Linked DNA regions of Triticum aestivum: region 2 is linked to region 1. A link is a contact called in public Hi-C data. All regions are on one chromosome and are shown on one strand. The core of a region is the stretch at or near the end of the contact, and the rest is flanking DNA. Distances in the headings are between cores, read along the strand shown.

What was found. A called contact is a pair of places that touch in the nucleus more often than the background predicts.
Region 2: a contact with region 1 is called in a Hi-C map of leaf, with 6 times the contacts expected there. The contact joins the promoter of LOC123144143 here to the promoter of LOC123144142 in region 1. A contact is called at or near these places in 2 of 5 Hi-C or Micro-C datasets (both in leaf).

Annotation. Positions count from the first base shown.
Region 1 is chr6D:138,290,491-138,293,547 of IWGSC CS RefSeq v2.1, forward strand. It overlaps LOC123144142 (cytochrome P450 97B2, chloroplastic), which reads right to left and starts at 1,667. Exons shown (of 14, transcript XM_044563179.1): 1 at 1,274-1,667; 2 at 663-846. The coding sequence starts at 1,398.
Region 2 is chr6D:138,784,082-138,787,435 of IWGSC CS RefSeq v2.1, forward strand. It overlaps LOC123144143 (cation-transporting ATPase HMA5), which reads right to left and starts at 1,930. Exons shown (of 9, transcript XM_044563181.1): 1 at 1,552-1,930; 2 at 259-873. The coding sequence starts at 1,839.

The DNA of each region.
Region 1 (3,057 bases), core at 417-2,916:
CTTTCGCAAAAAAAGGAAGTTACAACCAAATGAAAATTCTATCATATCACAGCAGCACAACTCGATCAAAAAGATCATACATAAACTATTAGTATTGACCTTGTTATGCTCTGCTACTGCCACTTTTCTGCTCGCATGCAGCTCATACAAAAATAATGTTTCACTCTTATATGCAAGTGAAGCATTTCTGAATGGGGCTGTGAGAGGCCACATGTTATATGACTTGCATGGTGCATACAGATATACCAAATCGATTAGTTCATTTTAATGTTGATGAAGGCCCTCTTAAATGACGTTAGGCGGTTTTTCAACCTGAAGCTGAGACCTTAACAAACAGAAGGTTTTCTGAGAGGGTATGATTAGCAATGTACAGTGCATATAAGGATACTTGAAGCAGAAAAACATCGATGACATGATTCAAATAAATATGGTTTGAACATGGATTTAGAAAATGGTAACCAGATTATTACCATGCAGGTGATCATCTGGTCAAGAGTACCAAATTTGTGGAATTATATCATGTAAGTATTCACTCAAACATCATGTACACACGTCACACTTATCTACTATTTGCAGAGTGCAACTAATACATGCTTCCAGTAAGCAGAACAAGGCACTGCAATAAAAAGAGTAAGCAACACGAGACAGAACGGGATAAGCACCTCGAGGAACCAATCATAGAGCGAATAGAAAAGGGGCCGGTCGAACAGGTCAGTGACAGCACCTTCGGCAACCGGCATATTCTTGAGGTTGCTGCCAGCGAGCAAATTGGTGAGAAGGTTGCTGGCGTTGTCAAACAAGTTCCTCTTAGGCTTGGTGGTTTTGTCAACTCCGGGCAACTGGCATCTGCATAAACACCAACAGTAAGGGGCTAGGCACATATTGTACTCTGCAAAAACAAAACCTGGTAATTTGGCAGGCGCCGGCACTACCAAATTCTTTGAGTACCACGTTTCACATAAAGGAAACCACCAAGCATTATATATCTTAATCAATTAATGCGTCAACCAACAGAGAGCTGATAGACCACCAAACATTATTAATTAATGTACTGTACTAAATGAAGAAGGATGTATGGGCAGAGTTAAGCTGCCTGCTCATCGTGGGCAGCTACAGAGTTAAATTGGCAGTTACTTCAAACAAATAGCTATAATTTGACGGGGCTTAGCAGGGCACACAGTGCAGGGGCAATCGATCGAACGCCTGGTGGGCAGGGCACACGGCCGACTAAGTGGAGAGGTGTGGAGTGTGAGGCTGGGGATGCCTTCTGTACCTGACGGGGAGGAGGCGGCTCCTCCCGTGAGCTGCCGACGAGGAGGGGTAGGAGGAGGCGAGGCGGTGCGTGCCGGTGCTGGACCTCGGGAGGAGCGTGGCGGCGGTGGCCGCGCTCATGGCCATGGCGCTGGAGCGCGCACTCTCGCAGCGGGAGAAGGTTCGACGGGCGCTGGCGTCGTGGCGGAGTCAGACGATAGATAAGGTGCCTCGTCCGGTAGCGTGGCTAGACTAGTGTGTGCGCGCCATGTGAGATCGCCGTCCGCGCCGCTGGTTGGAGATCACGTGGCGTCCGTCGGATCGGAGGACGGTGGCGTCTGGTCGGTCGGAGGAGCGCCGGTTGCCCGCCGACCACGGAACGTGGCACGGCCGGTGTTTATTGGATTCCAGTGGGTCGCCCGCTAGCGCCAGAGGTGGCACGACACCGCACGCGTCAGGCTGTGGGTGCTCCACTACAGCCACGAGGAATTTCCTCCTAGCAAAAACACCTTTTTCTTAAAACACAGGCAAACCAGGCGAAAAATCATCACAAGAGCCCATAAAATTAGCTCACGCATGTACACTTGAGCTACCCACACTTTTTTTTAACAACAAAAGGCACATGAAGCGCCAAATTCATTCAGCTCAGTAGCATCTTACATCATGAATTACAAAGCCCTGAACCTGAAATGTAGCTAGGAAAGTAACTATAGAGCAAGATATATGTCTATGAGCTGAAGCAAAGCAACATATTTCAGGTTCAACATTAGAACGTAGAACCTGATGAGCTACATTAAGAGCGATATCAAACGTAGAACCTGGTAAGCTACATTATGAGCGATATCATTTATATCCCTAGAAATATGAAACACTTGAGGTTGCAAATTGGACGCCTACTTGAAGAAATCACGGAAAAAATTTCGGATGCTTCATGGGGCATTGGCCTCCTGAAAGTGCAACTAATTCCTGAATGATTTTGGTAATTCATAACAATATATAGCTTATTAAACTAATATCCTTTCAAGATAAATATTTCAGGTAATTCAATGAATGGCATGGCATGAACTAGCAATGTGGACCCCTCAAAATGCTAAAAACGCATATTGGCAAAAGCTCCAGACTCTTCATCTTTGTTTTAGTGATCCAAGATCACACTGAGTTCATAGGAAAGTCAATACTATTAAAATTAAAAGGGAATGAGTGTTACTTAATGGCTTGCTTGCTCAAATGCTTAGTGATATTGCTCCAAATACCCTCAACCACTTTCTCCTTCTAAATATGTCAAAATCCCAAACTTCAACTCGCCCCACCAGTTCTTTCTATCCGACACCACCGAGTTCATATGACATAGCCACAGCTAGAAACCCTAACAGTTCGGTCACACCGATACGGATCTCGGTCTCACCGAGATGGCCTTGCCAACTCTCTGTTGTCTGTTGCAATTATTCCGGTCTCACCGAAATTGTGATCGGTCTCACCGAGATGGTTTGACCAACTCCCTGTTGCCCTATTGCTTCACTTCGGTCTCACCGAGTTGATGCAATCGGCGCCACCGAGATGAGGTTTGCCCTAAGCCCTAGTACATCGGTGATGCAAACGTCGACAGAAACTCGATGGCGCGAATAATTTTCCCAATCTTTCACGGTACAGTGTCACCTGAAACGGCGTAGCGCTCGCGGTCTTGTAGATGCAATCGCCACAAAAACAACACGCACACCCGAGAGAGGAAGTACGTGGACGATCTTCGGCAGATCAGCAGAAATTGAAACTCTAGAATCAATCTCAGACCAAAATCACAAAGCTTCA
Region 2 (3,354 bases), core at 680-3,179, 490 kb after region 1:
GCAAGGAAACCAGTAAAGAAAGTCAGTACGCAAGTAAAACAACAACTCATGATAATTTTACTTTATATTATCTCTTTATAGTAGTAACTGTATGCAATAGTGACAATTATATAAAATCAAGCTGACACATCAGATGGGCTTGCTATTTATTTACGGTCACAACTAGGATAAGGGTATAGCTACCAGAGGAAAATGTAGACTGAACTAGAGATGCAACGAAAACCATAAACAAATAGGATAGCAGGGATAAAAACTTACACTTAGAAATAAGCTTGAGCGAAGGAGGTGAAGCATTTTCGAAGCCTCTTGTGCATCATTTGAAGAAGACCGTACATATGGATTCTGTACATGGGCTTTCAGTCTGCCACTGCTTTCCATATCAATAATATCCACAACCGATCTCAAACCAACTACTTCTGGATCGAATGTAATTTCAACTTCTGCCCGTACAGAATTTACATCAAATTGCCGCAGGCCTTCTGTTTTTCTCAGGATATCATACAATAAATTTACATCTCTCTCTGTATGCAATCCTATCAAACCTAATAAAGCCTTATCTTGCTCACTACTTTGTACCAGTGCGGCTTCAAAACCAGCATCCTCGATAGCCTGAACAATCTCATCTTTGCTAATAGCAGTCGGATCGTACTCAACTTCCCCTAATGAGGTCGCTAATGCAACAACTGCTCTGTTTACACCTGGTAACTTCTTTAAGATCCCTTCAACTGAGTTCACACAGGCAGCACAAGTCATCCCCCCTATCCTAAATTGGCCTGACAAAGCCTTCTGTGACTTTGGCTGAGAAACAGCAGAATCTGGGAGGATTTCTGCTTCAAACCCAGCATCTTCTATTGCTTCTACAATGTCCTCTTCCTGAATACAACAAACACTGTCAGGTCCATTTCAGAAACTTTATATAAAAGCAAGTTAGTTTAAATAAGAAAGGTTACAGGTTGGCAACGTCGTGGAGAGTTGAGATCTTTGAAACAGACCTAACATCACTTTTTTTTCAGAGGTTGTTTGCAATTGCAAGTTTACAGTACAGGTGCTTCATGGTCCTGTTCGGGAACCAGTTAAATTACCATGAAAATCGTTATGATCCAGTACTAGGACTGCACCTTTACAATTGGCACTACGAAAATCTCCCGATATTTTTTCGTAAACGTGGTTACAATCCACATGATTATCAAACACGCTAGACTCGATTCCCGACAAAGCAACGCAGAGTGTCCCACAAACTCAACCCACACGACTAATCAATTGGAACAGCCAGCTAGAACAAGGACAGGCGAGCCAAAAATGAAGCAGCTACAGCACGAGTTGTGAGTGTTGGTTTCGCATCCTAACCACCATAACCGACAAAACGCAGCTAAGTTTCCCGCCTCGCGCTGACCAATTCCGCTGCTGATTACCAACAAGAGCGCTATAATCGTACAAACTCGAAGCCACCGCGCCAGAATTCACCGCAGGGGCGCGATCCCAGGCCAAATCTCCAGCGCGCGCGGAGGCGAAGGAGGGAGCGGGAGGGGGAGGGATCACACGGAACCAAACCTTGGCGAGCGCGGGGTCGAACACGACGTGGGCGCGGTTCTGCAGCAGCGACACGGCGGCGCTGCGCACGCCGCGGCGGGCGGAGAGGGCGGCCTCGACGGCGCCCGTGCAGGCGGAGCACGTCATGCCCGTGACCCGCACCTGGGCCCGCCGCATGCCCGCCTCCTCCTCCTCCTGGCCCTTCCGCGAGCTCGGCCCCTCCGCCTCGCCGTAGGACCCCAGCAGCGCCACCTCCTCCATCTCGTCGTCGCGGCCGCCGGCGACCGCCGTGAGCTGGAGGTGGGCCATGGCCGTCAGAGACGGGGGTGGCGAGGCGAGGCAAGGCAATAATTCGGAGGGGAATGAACGGGAAGGGAAAATGTGGAGGGGAGACCGACCGAGTGGGCCGGGAAAGGCGCTGGGTGTAATAGTGCGAGACATGAGGGGTCGGTCCGAGATCACGCGAGGGTTTCGGGGGCGTTTCTGAAAATGTTGCGGATAGTGCTGGTTTGGTGGGTAGGTAAGCCGGCAAATCCGGGGGCGTTACACTGGCGTTAATTAGTAATCTCCTCGTGATATGGTTTGACTCGATCGTCCGTACGTTTGGATTATCTCCTTTCAACGTGTGGAAAACTTCGGCGTCAAGTATTATGTTGCAAATCAATCCTATTCCTAGCGGCGTACACAAGGTTGCACCTTGCACGCAAAGCATGAGCTCGCTCTATCACTCGCCGGAAGCAGCCGGCGATTGCGTCAGGCCTACACATACGCATGCAAGTCCGCTGTATTTTTTTGTTCAGAGAGATTGACTCTTTCAGAAATCCAATCCAATTTGGTTCTTTGGCCCGTGTTTTTCTGGAAAATCGGGTCGCCTTTGCATCTGGACCGCTGATTGCTGATATGCCATCGTTTTCAGCCATCTGCTCGTGTGTCCGGGATTTCGCTAGACCTATTACGCCATTTCCGTCCAATCTTGGCAGGCCAAGAAAAGCTTCAAGGAGACAAGCTTCAGTGTCCGCTCTGATTTGATCTGGGATCCTGTATACTCCTAGCTTGTATAGTGCTATCCGTCTTTGCCTTTGGATCACAACAAAAACAACCAACAACATGTCTCAGCAAACAAGGGAACGTGTAGATCTGTTCATCATTTCAGCGGCAGGGGGATAGCCTTGGTCGATGCATGGGGACCATACCATCTTCGATCCATCTAGTCCAATCCCGAAAATAGCTTAGAATTCAGCCGATGTGATGTGATCCTCTCGGATGTAGAAGATTTTTTTCTGCGTCCACGAGCCCATCATGATCATGCTGCGATGGAGATGTTTTCTTTCCCTCGAGGAACACGCGGGACAGAGAAGTTCTCCCGTTGTCGCCTTCCATTCATGGCACGGCGATGTCTATTACCGTGGGTTCCGTGGGAGCTATCCGGCTACCAAGTAGGAGTACTCCCTTATCATACGAGTAGAATATAATGTGTACTAGTAGTAGATTTTCTTCAGACACCTGAACGTACACAACTTTCTATGAGCGACACAACTTTCTATGGGGGAGCTCTTTGGGAATTCGGGCTAGTCAAAGGGACGCAGCGATGTGAGCGACACACTGGGCCGGCCCATTTACCTCATACACAACTTTCTATTTTCTAAGATACTTACTTTGGTTTTCTAGTTCTAGGAACTTTCTAGAAGATTCTGTCTAGGTTTTTTTGTTTTTTTGTTTTTTATCTGTTGTTTTTGTCTGCCGGTTTTATTGTTTCTTTTTTCTTTTCCTTTTCTTTTTTTAGTTCAATTTTTAAATTTGTTCTTGTTTACAAAGATCTTTGAA